2 separate regions of the Mus musculus genome follow, and region 2 is linked to region 1. A link is a contact called in public ChIA-PET data. All regions are on one chromosome and are shown on one strand. The core of a region is the stretch at or near the end of the contact, and the rest is flanking DNA. Distances in the headings are between cores, read along the strand shown.

Region 1 (3,261 bases), core at 485-2,984:
TTGGTTTGTACCAAATGCAATTTACACCATAAAGCAGACAATATGTGCCTAGTGCTTAAATGAGATCTACCATTTAATTGGATCTTGATAGGAATTCTTACCTAAACTGGAAAGTGTGGCTTTGAATGGAGTTGATGGCAACTGTTTTCTGTCTCAGTTTTGTGCCCATTGAGACCTGAGCTACAGATTGTCTTAGCACTTGTACATAAGTTGAGAACTCGCTTGTTGCCCCTGTGGAAGTCTATTCTGAAAACTTCTGTAGAGCCCCACCCCCACCCCTGCCCACACCCCCAGAGAAATACCACATACAAACTCAGCTCACTTCACCCAGGGCTGGGAGTAAGATTTGTTGTCAACAGAAATAACACACCACTCTCAAACATGTCTGCTGCAAACTTACGAAGTTCAGATGTGGCTAAACACACATTTACACACATCTGTGCTCTTTCAAAGGGAAAATCTACAGGAACATTGGACCGTTTTAATGACATTTAATGTGCTTGTCTCATGCAACAAATCAAGAGCTGGGGGCTTGGCTAGCTAACTGTGGTCCATGAGATTTCCCCCCGGGCAGGTCCTTCTGAAGGTCCCAAGGGCCCCACCTCATTCCTCCCTCATGGGCTACTCTGATTGGTGCTGCATGCCTGCCAAGGATGGCAGCTGGTCCCAGGACAACTTGTTTTGACAAAAGTCTGGCAGAGAACATTGGGAGAAGAGTCTAACACAACGTAACATAACATCTTGTTTTCCCTGAGAAATTGTCTCTGTAGCTAGGGAGAGCTCAGTGGGAGAGCACATGTTTAATGTGACACCAACCCCCCTTCCACCTCCACGGGCACACACTTACACACACACACACACACACACACAGAGAGAGAGAGAGAGAGAGAGAGAGACAGAGAGACAGAGAGACAGAGACAGAGAGACAGAGAGACAGAAAGACAGAGACACAGAGACAGAGACACAGAGAGAGACAGAGACACAAACACAGACACAGAGATAGAGACAGAGACAGAGAGCAAACAGGTCAAAAATTGTCAGCTGCCCAAGCAAAAGCAAGGAGGCAGCCCAACATTCACTGGAGAAGCTCATAGCTGGTCTTGGCTGGTCTTGTCAGTTGTTCCCTTCTTTAACATGCTTACCCTACGTCATGGTGACCTGAGTTAGCACTTGAGACCCCTGGAGGTTCATCTCAAAGTCACTTCATACACACTGAAGGACGCGTCTTAGGGAACCACCTCATTTGTGTTACAGGTTCTCCCAGCTGCAGCTCAGCACAAGCTCGGGCAGGAGTTTCTTAGAGACGGACTCTCGGGTCCCACCCCAGACCTCAGCCAGAACCAGCCAGGGTGAGGCCCAGCAACCTGCATCCCCAAAGCTTCCCGAGAGATTCATTCCAGTGTGGAGCCTGGGATTAAACTGAGAAACCTCTGTTGTCCTTTTTATTGTATGGCTTTACAAAAACACACAAATTCGTATTCCTCCTGGGTCATCCTCACAGCAAGATGTGTAGAGATTAAAAGTGAAGGCCACCCACCCCCTTGTTCATTTTCAGCACACTCAGAAAAGCCTGCTCTAAATGCTCAGTCACACTTAACAGCTGTAAGGGCAGCGATAGGTCAGATGCTTGCTTTGGGTACTCGATCATGTAATTTCTCTCCTTTTTCCCCTTTAACAAAAACAACAGCAGATGGGGAAGAGATATTTCACATCTCCCATCAGCAGTGAGTCCGGTACAGGATTTCCCCCTCAGTGTGCTGTGGAAGTAACTGGCCACAGCTTCCTGTGTAGCACTCTGCCCCCTGATAACATCACTTTGTGTGTGCGTGTGTGGAGGGGGGGCAGGGTATAGGTGACATTTGTCAGTATGAAGCTTTTTTTTTGTTTTGTTTTGTTTGGGGGGGGGTCTCATGTAGCCCAGGCTAGCATCTAACTCATGATCCCCCTGCCTCAGCTTCCTCAGAGCTAGGACTAGAGGTATATGTTTCAATTTTAGAATCTACAGTCTTGAAAATCACAACAGGCTCACACTAGTAAGCCCAGCACGAATAGTATTGGTCAGTGCCAGCCTGGTGGGTTCCATGATAGCCTAGGTTTCATAGCAAGACCACGTGACCAACAGAGAAAGAAAGAGTGGGGGGAAAGGGAAGGAGGGAGGGAGAAAGAGAGAGAGAGAGGGAGAGGGAGAGAAGGACAGAGGGAGGGAGGGAAAAAGAGAGAAAGAAAGAGAAAAAGAGATGATAGATTGATTTAAAACACACACACAATTATAAATGGCAGTGTGATGTCACGTTAACACGGCTCTTGTCAATGAGCCAAGTTGTCCCCAGTGTGAAGGGTGACACGTCTCCATGTTGGTGTTGCTGAGAGAACACAGTGGGCACTCAGGGCAGCCCTCTCTCAGAGGATTAGAAAATGTGTGTGTGTCACGGAGAATACACTCCAGGTGCCAGTTAGAGGCAGACATGTAGACAGGGCACCCCAAACCAGACACAGACAAGAAGGGTCTGACACTAGGAACTGAACCCAGAACCTTTCACTGTGCCGATCTCTGAGTTACTCCCCCAGACCCAGGCTGGTGGTCCACTCCTTATTTTATTCAATACTAGTTTTTAAATTATCTTTATTTTATGTGTATGGGTGTTTTGGCTGCATGCATATCTGTGCACCACTTGTGTGTCCGGTGCCGGCAGAGGCTGGAAGAGGGCATCAACCCTGGGACTGGAGTTACAGACGTTCGTGAGCTGCCATGGGAGTGCTGGAGACAGAGCCAGGGTCTCTGCAGGAGCAGTCAGTGCTCTGAATCGCTGAGCCAGCTCTCCAGCTCCTCAACATGATTTTTTATATGCATAATAGTTTCAAATTTTTCTGGGTCAATAAATGTTAAGTGATAAGTGGTTTACATACATGGACACAAAGACAGCACACAAAGGACCATCTTGTAGGTAAGGAAGACAGTTCAGAATTTAGAGAAACCCTTTCCCAGTTAATGCGTTCACAAATTTGGAGTAGGCCAGATTAACTGTCTTCTCTTTTGTTTTGTTTTTCAAGACAGGGTTTAGACACAGTTTCTCTGTGTAGCCCTGCGTGTTCTGGAACTCTAGACCAGGCTGGCTTCAGACTCAGAGATCCACCTGCCTCTGTCTCCTTGAGAAAAGACACAAGCTACCAGACGTGGCCTGGCTCACATGAATTCCTAAATGTTCCTAGCATGATAACTAATTTTAAAAAGGCTACACCATATAAAAGGAGTATTTGTAC
Region 2 (3,261 bases), core at 286-2,785, 280 kb after region 1:
AGGCCAGTCCCACATTTGATTATTAACTAGCTTTGCTCACCTCCTATTCTGGGGAAGAGAATCAAGGGCTAGATTTAGGGTTTTTTGTTTGTTTTTGTGGCTCTTCTTCTTCCAGTCTCATCATACAGCCCCGGCAGGCCTAGAACTCATTCTGCTCTCCAGCTTAGCCTTGGACCTACAGGCCCACACCTCTGCCTCCTACATGCTGGAATCACAAGCTTGTACCATCAGCCAGGACCAGCCCTGTGCTCGCTCCAGACTCAGTTTTCCTCTTGTGTCCTGCACTGCTCACCCAGAGGAACCTCGAGAATCTATGCTTCATGTCCCCAGGGCACGCATCACACCTAAAAGAGAGGCTGAGTGGTTAAGAGCAAGCCCTGGCTGCTCTAGCAGAGGACCTGTGCTCAGTTCCCAGAAGCCATGTGGTGGCTCACAACTATCTGTAAGTCCACTTCCAGGGGATCTAATGCCTTCTAAGGCCTTCTTCTGGCCTGTGGGGAACACCAGACACGCTCATGATACAGGCACAACATGCATGCAGACAACACTCACACACGTTAAATACATTTAAAAACAGGCAACAGAACATAAGCTGTTATGCATGTAATGTGGTACAACAATAAATACTTCCGCTGGGGGAAACCTCAGAGCCTATGCGACACTCAGAACCCCGACTCTGCTCATTCTCAGCATGTGACTCACACTCAGTGGTTCAACTCCAAATGTCCAGGACACTGAAGAGTTACCAGGGTGCCTAGGCTCTGTAAGTTCTCAAACTCTTTCAGGGAGTACAAGGCTGGGAACAGGGGCAGTGTGAAATGTGAGGCTCAATGGGGGTGGGGGAGGGGCTTCCCGTCTGAGCAGATTCAGCTTCCTGGGTTTCATCAAGGAACGGTATCATCATCAGGTCGTACTCTTACTCTAGCCCTCCTCCTGAAACTTTCCAGAGATGTCCATACATGTCTAACCAAGGAGGCCACCTCCCAACATGCAGTGATAAAAAGGCTGGGCTGGGTTAGTCCACTTCTTTCTCAGAATGCAACGTATCACACACCTCATGTCCAGTTGGAAGCACCCCCACTGAGCAGCTCATGCCGCCTGTAACCCTAGCTCCAAGGGGATATGTCGCCTGAGGCTTCCATAGGTACCTGCACTCACTTATACGTACTATCTACATGCGAAATCTACAGGTAACGTCTACATGTATGTGTACATGGGCACATACTCACATGTAGATACACACATACACATAACTAAAAAATAAGTAAAAAATTTCCAATAAAGTCAAATAAAGACACAAGGTCTTAGGGGGCTTAATGTACTCTCTATCCCCTGACCCCAGGCCGTCCCAACACGGGGAGGGGCTATGATCAGAGAGCAATATTGAGCCTATGGGGCAAGCATGCTGTGTGTGTGTCCCCACCCAAACTTCTCCTCTTTAAAGCTTCTCTGGAAAGGTGTAGTGAAAGGACAGCCGAGCCTAGCTCATGTCTGCATTCCCCCGCTCGCTTGATCACTTGACAGGATGAAGCTCGCTTGATCGTGTGCAGTGGGTGGTGCTTGATGCACCCAACACCTGCAAGTGCATTAAGTCACACAGAGAATGAGACATGGCACAGGGAATGTATTCCTTGTCAGAAACCAGGGGACGGAAGAAGGTGCCCATCACACTGTAGAGGCAGCCTACACACACCCACCCACACCATGTACACACACACCACACACACTCACACCCACCCACACACACCACATACACACACACCACCCCCACTCACACCCACCCACCCCCACCCACACCCACCCACCCCCACACAGACACACACACCCACACACACACACACACACACACACACACACACACACACACACACCAGAGCTGGCTGTTTCTCTAAAGAGAAGCCAAAATGGAAAGGAAGCAAAGCCTGGGCCTTAACCTCAACCACCCTGGGGACAGTTCAGGAAATGAGCAGACAGGTCCTGCCCTTTCGAGGTCCTCCCTCCGCACAGCTCCTCCTGTGCGTCTCGGGGGCTTTGGCTGGCATGAGGTCACCACTTCCTTACCCCTCAGCTCAGTCTTATCTCTGGAATCCTGAGTCACCTGGGGCAATATCCTCTTATCACCTGGAAGAACAGCCTTTCCAGCACCCATCCATCCTTATAACCTCACTGTGCCTGTACATGGACTTGCAGTGTAAGTTGCTACTGTTTCATTTTCTCCATGTCTTATTCTACACTATTAACTAACGTTATTGAGGAAGAAACTCAAACACAGGGGTGACATTATTTCCTAAGGTCAAATAAGCAGAGCAATGTGAGCAACCTAGCAGTAGAGCCTACTCCAGTGGTATGTAACGAAGTCACAGGCTTCTGTCCTAGTAGTCAAAACTCCTGTGTGATTAAAAACGTGAGTGGCCCAGTCAGAGGGAAGGGTCTGCAGTCTGCTCTGAGCAGCTGGTCCCCAGATCTAGGAGATTCAACTTTCCTTTTAAGAGGTTGCAACCAAACTGACTCCTGTATAGTAAGAAAAGCAAAAAAATAGCACAAAGGTATAGACAAAGGCCATTCATTAGGTAATCTCCCCCTCACCAGCCATTTAAAACTGGAAACTGAGAACCGATCATGTTCTTAATGTCTGAAAGAAGAAAACGCAGCACGTGACTGTCCTCCACATGAGAGTGCGGCACCCGGCATCAAAGAGTGCATTGTGCTACACACACACAACGGGGGCAGACTTGTAATGACGCAAGTATGTGACCTTCAGGCAGCAAACACACTGTCTGCTACCCTAATACGTTCTAGCTTTTACTGTAGAAACAGTTTTCTCAGCATCTCCTAGGCTCTACAGACCTTAAATACTATCTTGTCTACAGTAAACATACAATCTTTTTTTTTTAAAGTCAGCTAATCGGACAAATTCCTCCTCTCCCCCTATGTCTTGCACTTGAATCAGTTTCTTACAAAGCTGGGCTCAGGATCATTCACTGTGATTACCTCTGTTTCCTTAACCATGGCAACCCGCACTGTAACTGCTCACTATCCCTCCACTCGGTGTACGTGGGCACAGAGCACACAGCACGTATTAACCTGGACCCCACTGAACATCGTGCTCAGCGGGTGATGCATTTATGACAGGACTCTCCTCCTATGTTTAAGTCCCCAGCTAATGATGCTACCACGCTAACATCCCATGTCAGAGGTGTTCCCAGCTGACGGCCACTTTAAAGTTCCAGCGTCCGTCCTGGTGAAATGGAGAACCCCTGT

The links. ChIA-PET counts read pairs in DNA pulled down with a chosen protein or histone mark.
Region 2: an RNA polymerase II ChIA-PET map of memory CD8 T cells shows a contact between it and region 1, with 17 read pairs. The contact joins two enhancer-like sites.

The regions. Positions count from the first base shown.
Region 1 is chr10:41,935,652-41,938,912 of GRCm38.p6, forward strand. All of the region lies in intron 12 of Armc2 (armadillo repeat containing 2), which reads right to left. Among named protein-coding and RNA genes, the nearest start is that of Gm33058, 22 kb to the right of the region's middle. Within about 2 kb of position 1,735, at least 71 of the 459 cell types and tissues checked have an H3K27ac peak or open chromatin away from gene starts, as enhancers often do. A contact at or near this core is called in memory CD8 T cells, where this site is marked.
Region 2 is chr10:42,218,641-42,221,901 of GRCm38.p6, forward strand. The region is part of intron 2 of Foxo3 (forkhead box O3); the gene reads right to left. Among named protein-coding and RNA genes, the nearest start is that of Gm38485, 55 kb to the right of the region's middle. Within about 2 kb of position 1,536, at least 103 of the 459 cell types and tissues checked have an H3K27ac peak or open chromatin away from gene starts, as enhancers often do. A contact at or near this core is called in memory CD8 T cells, where this site is marked.